Regions from separate parts of the Mus musculus genome. Here region 1 is linked to region 2. A link is a contact called in public HiChIP or PLAC-seq data. All regions are on one chromosome and are shown on one strand. The core of a region is the stretch at or near the end of the contact, and the rest is flanking DNA. Distances in the headings are between cores, read along the strand shown. Region 1 has its middle 22 kb from the start of Gm35997. Region 2 overlaps Tbc1d22a (TBC1 domain family, member 22a).

Evidence for each region. HiChIP or PLAC-seq counts read pairs in DNA pulled down with a chosen protein or histone mark.
Region 1: a contact with region 2 is called in an H3K27ac HiChIP or PLAC-seq map of embryonic stem cells, with 5 times the contacts expected there. The contact joins two enhancer-like sites. A contact is called at or near these places in 3 of 115 datasets of contacts at active chromatin or transcription factors (astrocytes, embryonic stem cells and large pre-B cells) and 1 of 9 other capture datasets (embryonic stem cells).

The regions. Positions count from the first base shown.
Region 1 is chr15:88,682,986-88,686,913 of GRCm38.p6, forward strand. No RefSeq gene overlaps it. Among named protein-coding and RNA genes, the nearest start is that of Gm35997, 22 kb to the left of the region's middle. Within about 2 kb of position 1,321, at least 9 of the 459 cell types and tissues checked have an H3K27ac peak or open chromatin away from gene starts, as enhancers often do. A contact at or near this core is called in embryonic stem cells, where this site is marked.
Region 2 is chr15:86,281,757-86,285,789 of GRCm38.p6, forward strand. All of the region lies in intron 4 of Tbc1d22a (TBC1 domain family, member 22a), which reads left to right. Among named protein-coding and RNA genes, the nearest start is that of Tbc1d22a, 69 kb to the left of the region's middle. Within about 2 kb of position 1,730, at least 24 of the 459 cell types and tissues checked have an H3K27ac peak or open chromatin away from gene starts, as enhancers often do. A contact at or near this core is called in embryonic stem cells, where this site is marked.

The DNA.
Region 1 (3,928 bases), core at 71-2,570, 2.4 Mb after region 2:
TCACCACAGCACCGGTGGAGCTTCGGCTGGCACAGTCGGGAAACCAGAGCCTTTTAAGTCTCCTGGGTAAATGGGCAGATATGGCAATGAGGCTATGGCTCCGTGAGTCCAAGTTCTGACTACTTAAATAGCATGTTCCTTAAAGTAAGTAGTCCTGGTTAGAGTTTCATTGCTAAGAAGAGACACCATGATCAGGGGCAACTCTGATAAGGGAAAACATTTCATTGGGGCTGGCTTACAGTTTGGAGGGTTAGACCATGATGGCAGTGTGCAGCCAGACATGGTCCACAGGCAGCAGAAGCAACTCACTGGGCATAACGAGCATATATGACCTCAAAGTGGCATATATGTCCATTGGGCAGACATACTCAACCTAACTTTGGCGATAAGTGATCGATCCCCTTGGGCCCAGTGACTGGGGCTGCACATTTTTCTTTGGAACTGTTAATAGCCTGCAGTGACAATAGGGCTACTTAGGAGTGTAAGGTAGTGGGGTCCCAAGCCCAGAGTAGCGCTGGCCCTGGGCCCAGCTGGGCTTCATCTCTGGCAGCCTTTGCATCTCATTGCTCTGAGGGCTCCTCACTAGGCCTAGTACACGAGACTGAGCATGCTCCCACTCCGAGCTCTCAAATGCCCATATGTCACCATCCAGGGACCGCTGGCCAGTAGTCTACAGGGAGGAGAGCAGCTGGAGTGACCAAGTCATAAGCTGTTGCCCCGGAGCTTCAGAAAATGACAGGGTCTGAGAACTTCTAAGAAGCTTCGGTGGTTGCCTTGTGAGCTTTCTAAAAGCCCACTGACCAGCACGGAGGGAAGAAAGTCCCCCCAGAACCACAAGAATCCAAAACCCTGCCTCACCGTGAACTACATCGAATACCAACCAAAAGCAACCTAAAGAAAGCTGACCTGGGCCACAGGTTACTGGCCTCAAAGTCTTCGATCCTGGTTTTTGAATGATTTGAAGTTTACCAGCTGTAAAGAAAAGTAACAGGGCTTAGAGTATCAATGTTTCTATCACATAACCAATGTGCAGACCCACAGGGAAGTCCTGCATTAGGACTGCAGCCACAGGTCTCATCTATCTTGTGGTTGTCAGGCTCAGCATGGTCCAAAAAGGCTGCTCCAAGCCATCTATCACACCGACACCCCAGGAGCCATTAAGAACAAGCAGATGACTCAAATCTGGATATTTCCTGATGTCACCCCACCCCCACCAATTCCTCACCTGCTTGACCTTGATTTCCTGTCTACCTTCCAGCGGCAGGGGAAAAGGAGCATGGGAAAGAGGCTTTCGGGTGGGGCTCTTCAACCAGGGTATGCTATCCGGGTGAGATCGGCCACAAGGGCTGGGGTGAGGCCAGGTGGAGACAGGTCACACGAGCTGATTTTGTCTGTAGGCACTCTGATTTTGTTGTATGTTTTCCAGGGTGTTGGTTTTACATTTTTTAACCTCAATTTAAAAAAAAAAAAAAAAAAAAAAAAAAGATGTTTTCACAGCAGATGGTGGTGGCAGGTGTCTTTAACCCAAGCACTTGGGACGTTTTTGTAGATCACGGTACAAAGGGCTGGAGAGGTGGCTCAGTGGCTAAGAACAGTTGCCCTTGCAGAGACTTGGGTTTGATTCCCAGCTACCATTCCACAGCTTACAACCAGGGATCCAACACACTCTTCTGAACTCTATATGGTATACATACATACATACATTTATACACATAACACGGTAAATATATTAGTGGGGGGGTTACAGTTCAAGACAGGGTTTACGTAGCCTTGGCTGTCAAGAGAACTTTCTGTGTAGACTACGAGCTGGTCTCTGCCCTGCCTTCAAAGCCCTGGGATTAGAGGCAGGCATCACCAGCCAGGCCATTTTTTTTTTTTTGTTTATTTCTTTTGTTTTGGGGTTTGTTTGTCTTTCAAGACAGGGTTTCTCTGTATAGCCCTGGCTGTCCTGTAACTCACTTTGTAGACCAGGCTGGCCTCGAACTCAGAAATCGGCCTGCCTCTGCCTCCTGAGTGCTGGGATTAAAGGCGTGCGCCACCGCGCCCGGCTCAGCCAGGCCATTTTTAATGTCTCTTTCTTTCAAGCCAGCACACAGTGAGTTTCACTATGCAATTTTTATACATACATACCAACCTTGGTGTCTCAGGTCTAAAATTTTGCTAATTCAGGAGGCAACACGGTGCTCAGTGCCCCGATTCCATTTTCACAGAATCAAGGAAATGCACAGAAGATGGAGGAAAACAACCTGCATTCCAAGAGGACCAGCTCCATCTCCCAACAAACAACTCATTTCAGAGCCAGCATGGGAACCAGAGCTGACCCAGGACCTCGGCTGCTCTCAACCTTAATCAGAGGCAGTTCTTAAAGTGGGCAGCCATCCCTGGGAAAACACACAACCAGCTGATCAAAGAAGCACTGAGAAGAAACTAAGTAGGATACCAAAACGCTCACACTCCAGGGCTCAGGGGATATCACAGAAGCGGTGGGGAAACAATGTAAGAGCTATAAAATGAAGCCGTGCGCTGTGAAACGCTTCGTCCGGACACAACAGAGAGTCATGAACTCACAGAAGCCAGCTGCGGTGATCGGACAAAACCAGCACAAGACTGAAACAGCAAATTCCCAGTACAGTTGTGGCCCGTCATCTCCAGGCCCCGTTTGTTACTGGGGAGTTGATGCTGCTGGCATTTAATGGCTGCTGGCGGGAGACGTTTTCAAGTGTTCCCACAGTAAGGTTTCCAAGCTCTATGGATGGCTCCATACCCATATGGACAACATTAATTGGAATTAGGGGGCTAGTAAGGAAAAATGACAGCAAATTGGGAGAGGGACACAGGCATGCCTGGGGGACACAGCAAGAGCTGGAATAGGGAACTGAGGTGGGTATGATCACAGCTCTTTTCATACACATATGGAATTCAAGATGTCTTTAAAAATTTTTTAATTTGGGCTGGTGAGATGGCTCAGTGGGTAAGAGCACCCGACTGCTCTTCCGAAGGTCAGGAGTTCAAATCCCAGCAACCACATGGTGGCTCACAACCATCCATAATGAGATCTGACTCCCTCTTCTGGAGTGTCTGAAGACAGCTACAGTGTACTTACATATAATAAATAAATAAATCTTTTAAAAAAATTTTTTTAATTTGAAAAATTTACAAAAAAACAAAATAACAAACAAAAAGCAGCTTACACCGCAGTCCCAGGACTGAGGCTTTGAGTCTGAGATTAGAGTGGGGGGCCTTCTGTTGCACAAGACAAAGACACGCTCCCAGCCCCACACAGCTGGGTCCATGATGGCCCGACCACTCTAGGCTGAGGTCACACTATCTGACCAGGCCAGTCCAACAAAAGGTCAGACATTCAGCGCTGAGACTTGCTACTCACCCAAGAGGGTGCTCACATTCCTGCCTTCACGGCGAATACTGCTTAGTGGGCTCCAGAGTGACAGGTCACCTAGTCTATTTGGTACCTTCAAAATGGTCGGGGAAGTTCTGAACAGATCCGAGTAAGTGGCCCTGCCCTGCCCTGCCCCGGGGTGGGTACAGGATGAGATTTGGGTCTGGGGGTTGGAGAGACAGGAATGAAAGCTGAGAAATGCCTGGCTCATTCTGGAAGATGTCAGACAATCTCTCAGGTGGGGATACTTGGCCCTGGCTTTCCAGGAAGCAGGGATGACAGCAGGCTTCAACCCCACCATGTCAGCTGCCTGTATCCTTGCCAATCTCAGGACACACAAAGCCACTCCTGTGCCTCAGAACTACAGCCCACACAGACATCATCCCCACCCCATGGGCTGTCCCAAGGCAAAAGTCAACCACAACTCAAAACAGCATCAACAGCAGGAGGTCGGGTGGGAAGCAGTGGACAGGCAGCAGGGAGAGTCAACAGTGTGTGCACACCGCCAGCACATAGTGTGTGCACACCGCC
Region 2 (4,033 bases), core at 480-2,979:
TCACTGGGTACTTCTCAGTCTCTCTGCCTCTGAGCTTCTCTCCCCATTCAGCACATCTTGAAAAGCTTTCTCTCTAGACATCTGTGACATGTCTTCCGGGTGTCCCCTCCCCCTGAATGTTCCAGCGATGGTTCCACTCTCTTCTACCCTCACAGCACACTTACTAAGGTGAGAGTCATGATTTTTCTTTCAAAACCTCTCCATTCGGTGTGGACATTTTTCAGCTCTTAGGCTCTGCCCATTGATACCCTTCTGGAGAGGACCTCTGCCTCGCTGCTGACTCGTTCCATCTGAAACAAGGCCAGTGCAGTGTAGAGGGCTTGGCCTTGGGCTGAGAGTCAGCCTCTCCTCATCTGTAAAGTAGGGATGGGAACTGCCTTGCAAGGTGGCATGTCATCACTGGGAAGTGACACGGCAGTGCTCATCATGTTAGACTTCCCACCACAGGGACAGACACTCTTGAGGGACATATTTATTTGTGTTCATGTTGCATTGAGCTCTGAGAACAATATGGCAGTTGAAGCCTGTGGCAGAGGCTGAGGGAAGCAGAGTGGAGTCAGCCGGAGCCAGGCGTGTGTTTACACTCTCCAGTATGCGTGTGATGACTCTTTTAGTAGAGTGATCAACTGACTAGGGCAGTGTCTGTCTAGTCATTTTCTAAAGCTCATCAGCTATCACAGCGGCAATGTGTGAAGCTGCAGGGACATTGCATATCAGTTGTGTTGGCAGGTGGCCGCAGGCCTTCCTTTTCTCTGTCCTCCCTCTTTCTCCTCTTATTCAGGTTAACTGCCTTTGTTTCCTTCCTTCCTTCCTTCCTTCCTTCCTTCCTTCCTTCCTTCCTTCCTTCCTTCCTTCCTTCCTTCTCCTTCCATCCTTTCCCTGAGATTCTTGTAATGTAGTAACCCAGGTTAAGAGTCCTCCTGACTCAGCCTCCCAGCTTCTGGGATTAAAGATATGTGCCACCACACCCAGCACTAGCTGCCATCTTGACCTACTCTTTACATGGTAGGTGTCACTGGTCTTTTAGGGAAAAGTCTGATGGCCTTTGTCAAATCTTCCCATGCCCATTATAGTGACAGCCAACATGCCCCTGTTCTTTCACTTGCTGGCCCTCCTCTGCGCACCTGGGCTTGCCCTTGGTCAGAGTTTCTGTTGACCTGGGGTCATTTTTCTCAGTTCTCCCTCTCCTTTGATTCCCTGTCCTCTAAGGAGGGAAGTCACATGGAAATAGGACCTCCCCCTGCAACTTTCAGTCTTCCTTTGTTTCCAGAACAGAGCCTAGCTTCTTGCCTGTTGGAATAGAGTCCTGCTCATACTTCTATACAGCAAGAACCTGGGGTCCGGACTGTGCCTATTGCTCGCTTCAGATATGCATGACTAGTAGCTATTAAAGTTGTGTTACAATAATAGAAGGCTCTGAGGACAGAGCCACAAGGAGGACACAGGGTGGGGCTTAGTGTTTGTTTCTTTTCTTTCCAGTTTCTGTGACCCCAGTGTCATAAGGCTTTGGATCCTTGTGGCAGCTAGATTATTTCCTGATGCTTGCACACAAACTGGTTACCTCTTGTCCTGGAATGACTGCTTACTGTGTCTCACCTTGTTGGCTCTGAACAGTGTGTCACATGGTTACCCATCTACTAGCCTTGTACCCTATGGTGGTTTGAATGAAAATGGAGTCACAGGGAGTGTCCCTATTAGGAGGTGTGGCTTTGTTAGAGGAAGTATGGCACTGGGAGTGGGCGCTCAGGTTTACAAAGCTCAAACCAGACTCAGTGTCACTTCTCTTCCTGCTGCCTGCTGGTCTGGATGTAGAACTCTTGGATTCTTCCTGAGCACAATGTCTGCCTGCATGCCCTCATGCTTCATGCCTTCACTATAACAGAGTACACCTCTGAATCTGTAAGCCAGCCCCACTCGAATGTTTTCCATTAGAAGAGTTGCCTTGGTCATGGTGTCTTCACAGCAATAGAAACGCTAACTAAGTCAAGCCTTTATTTCCTACCTGTCTCATGAGCCCACATTCTCAGGAAGCTTGTGACCAGAGTACACACTAGCGTGGAGCAGGTCAGCTAGTACGTGTACAGTGGGGCACAGGAGGCTCCTGTGAAGAGGGGGCCTCACTAAAGCACTGCTTCCACCAGCAACAGTGTGGTTCCCACAGAGTCACTCTTTTTGGGTCACTGGTGGACTTCTGGGTGGGAACCTGGGACAGACAGTGTTTTAAACTAAAGTACTCTGGTGCCACCCTGAGCCTGAGTCTGCTTGGTGAGTTCTGGGCTGACGGATGGCGGCTCTGGCCAGGTCCTGGCAGCCCCAGCTGTCTCCTTGCCACCTGAGCTATCTCTCAGAGCTTCACAGGTGACATCATTTGTAGGGACTGGAGGAATCTGTTGCTCTGCCTTTGTAATGGCATTAGGTACTTATCTGAAGTTAATTGGCTTATCACAGCAAGGCTGTCTCTGGCCTTCGAGCACATCCAGCTTCCTGCCAGCAGTCCCTTCAGTCACATGTGGCATCCAGGACATGTGCTTCCCAGCCTTCCGGGTAGTAGAAGTAAAACAGTCAGAGAGAGTCCCTCTGGAGTGCCCGGGGACACCCCTGTCCTTCCATTGCTGTCTAGGGCTTTTGGTTTGAGGTGCTTCTGCAGATGGTGTCAGGATGGCACACCAGCACGAGAGCTGGTGTGAGAGAGCGGGTGTGGAGGGCTGGGGTCTTAACCCTGTACACAGACAGGACAGGAGCTGGGTTAGGAGCCTACACTCCTGCCTTTTAGCATTGTGTGTGGTGGCATCAGTACAAGGGTGCACCCAGCCGCTGGTGCTGTCGTCACAGGTAGTTCACCTCTGTGGAGCAGGGCTAAGTACAACACTTTCAGTTCTTCTTCTCCTCCGCCTTCCCTGTCTCGCTTACACACATACAAATATTATAAATACACGATATTGTATGCTGAAATTCCTAGGAGGCCCAGGGTCTGTCTTCAATGGCTCTTACCGGAAAGCACAAATGGGAGTCTCAAGCTTCTAATTTGTTTGCAAGGATTTAGATTTTTAACATGAAATAGCAGTAGCCTTTCCTTTAATTAAATGCCATGCAGCATTGGCTGTGAGATCAATGTATTGAAGGGAAAGCCAGTGTAATTAGACCTTGTGAAGTGACTAACAGGTGATTAGGGCTCTTGCAGGCTGGGAAGAGGGAGCTGATTCACAAGGCCCCTCCCGGGTTTGCACTTTGCTTTCCCCGCCCCTTCTCCTGTCTTTTGAAGTCCAGAGATTCTCCTTGACCATCTTGGGTGTGTTCTCAGATACCTCTTGAGTAGCAACACTCATTTAGGATCTTTAAGATAAAGAACACCCCTCCAAAATAAGTGTTTCACCTTTATAGGCCAGGCCAAATGGGAGGCCTGGAGGCCACAAATGGCTAGAGCTCTGATTCTGCACTGTAATATTTGCATGTGTGTCGGGGACAGAGCGGGCATGGGAGGGAAGGAGAGTGGGAGAACTGAGAAAGAACCACCTTTTCTAAATGTGCTGCCATGGGCATTAAGGGTCTCTCTGTATTGTGCATGATTCCAGAGTCGCAGAAACAAAGCTATTGGCCCAGGGGTGGGAACATTTTAGATGATTCTGGCATGTGGGTTAGAGGAACCTTCCTTCCACAGAGATTCACTCAGGATCACCTCCACCCACCTACCTCTGACTTGGTGAAGGGTGGAGTGTTCCCCGAGTTCCTCTTTTTACTCTGTACTGTCTGTCCATCTTGTGGCTAGCCTCATCCACATCCTGATGGCTCCTTCCATCCTGTGTGGGACCAGCCCTCCTCTGTCTGGAACAAAAGCTGCTTGCCAAAGCCTGGCCCTATACCTGCTGTTGCAAAGCTCCCATCTTCTAGATCTCCCTTTCTGAGGAGATGGTGGGATTTGAGGGGTAGATCACATACCACACAATCCAGCATCTAAAGTGTGTAGTTCAGTGGTTCTCAGTGTATGCACATGAGCGGAGCTGTGCAGTCACTGTCGTCAGTCTTGGGGCATTTT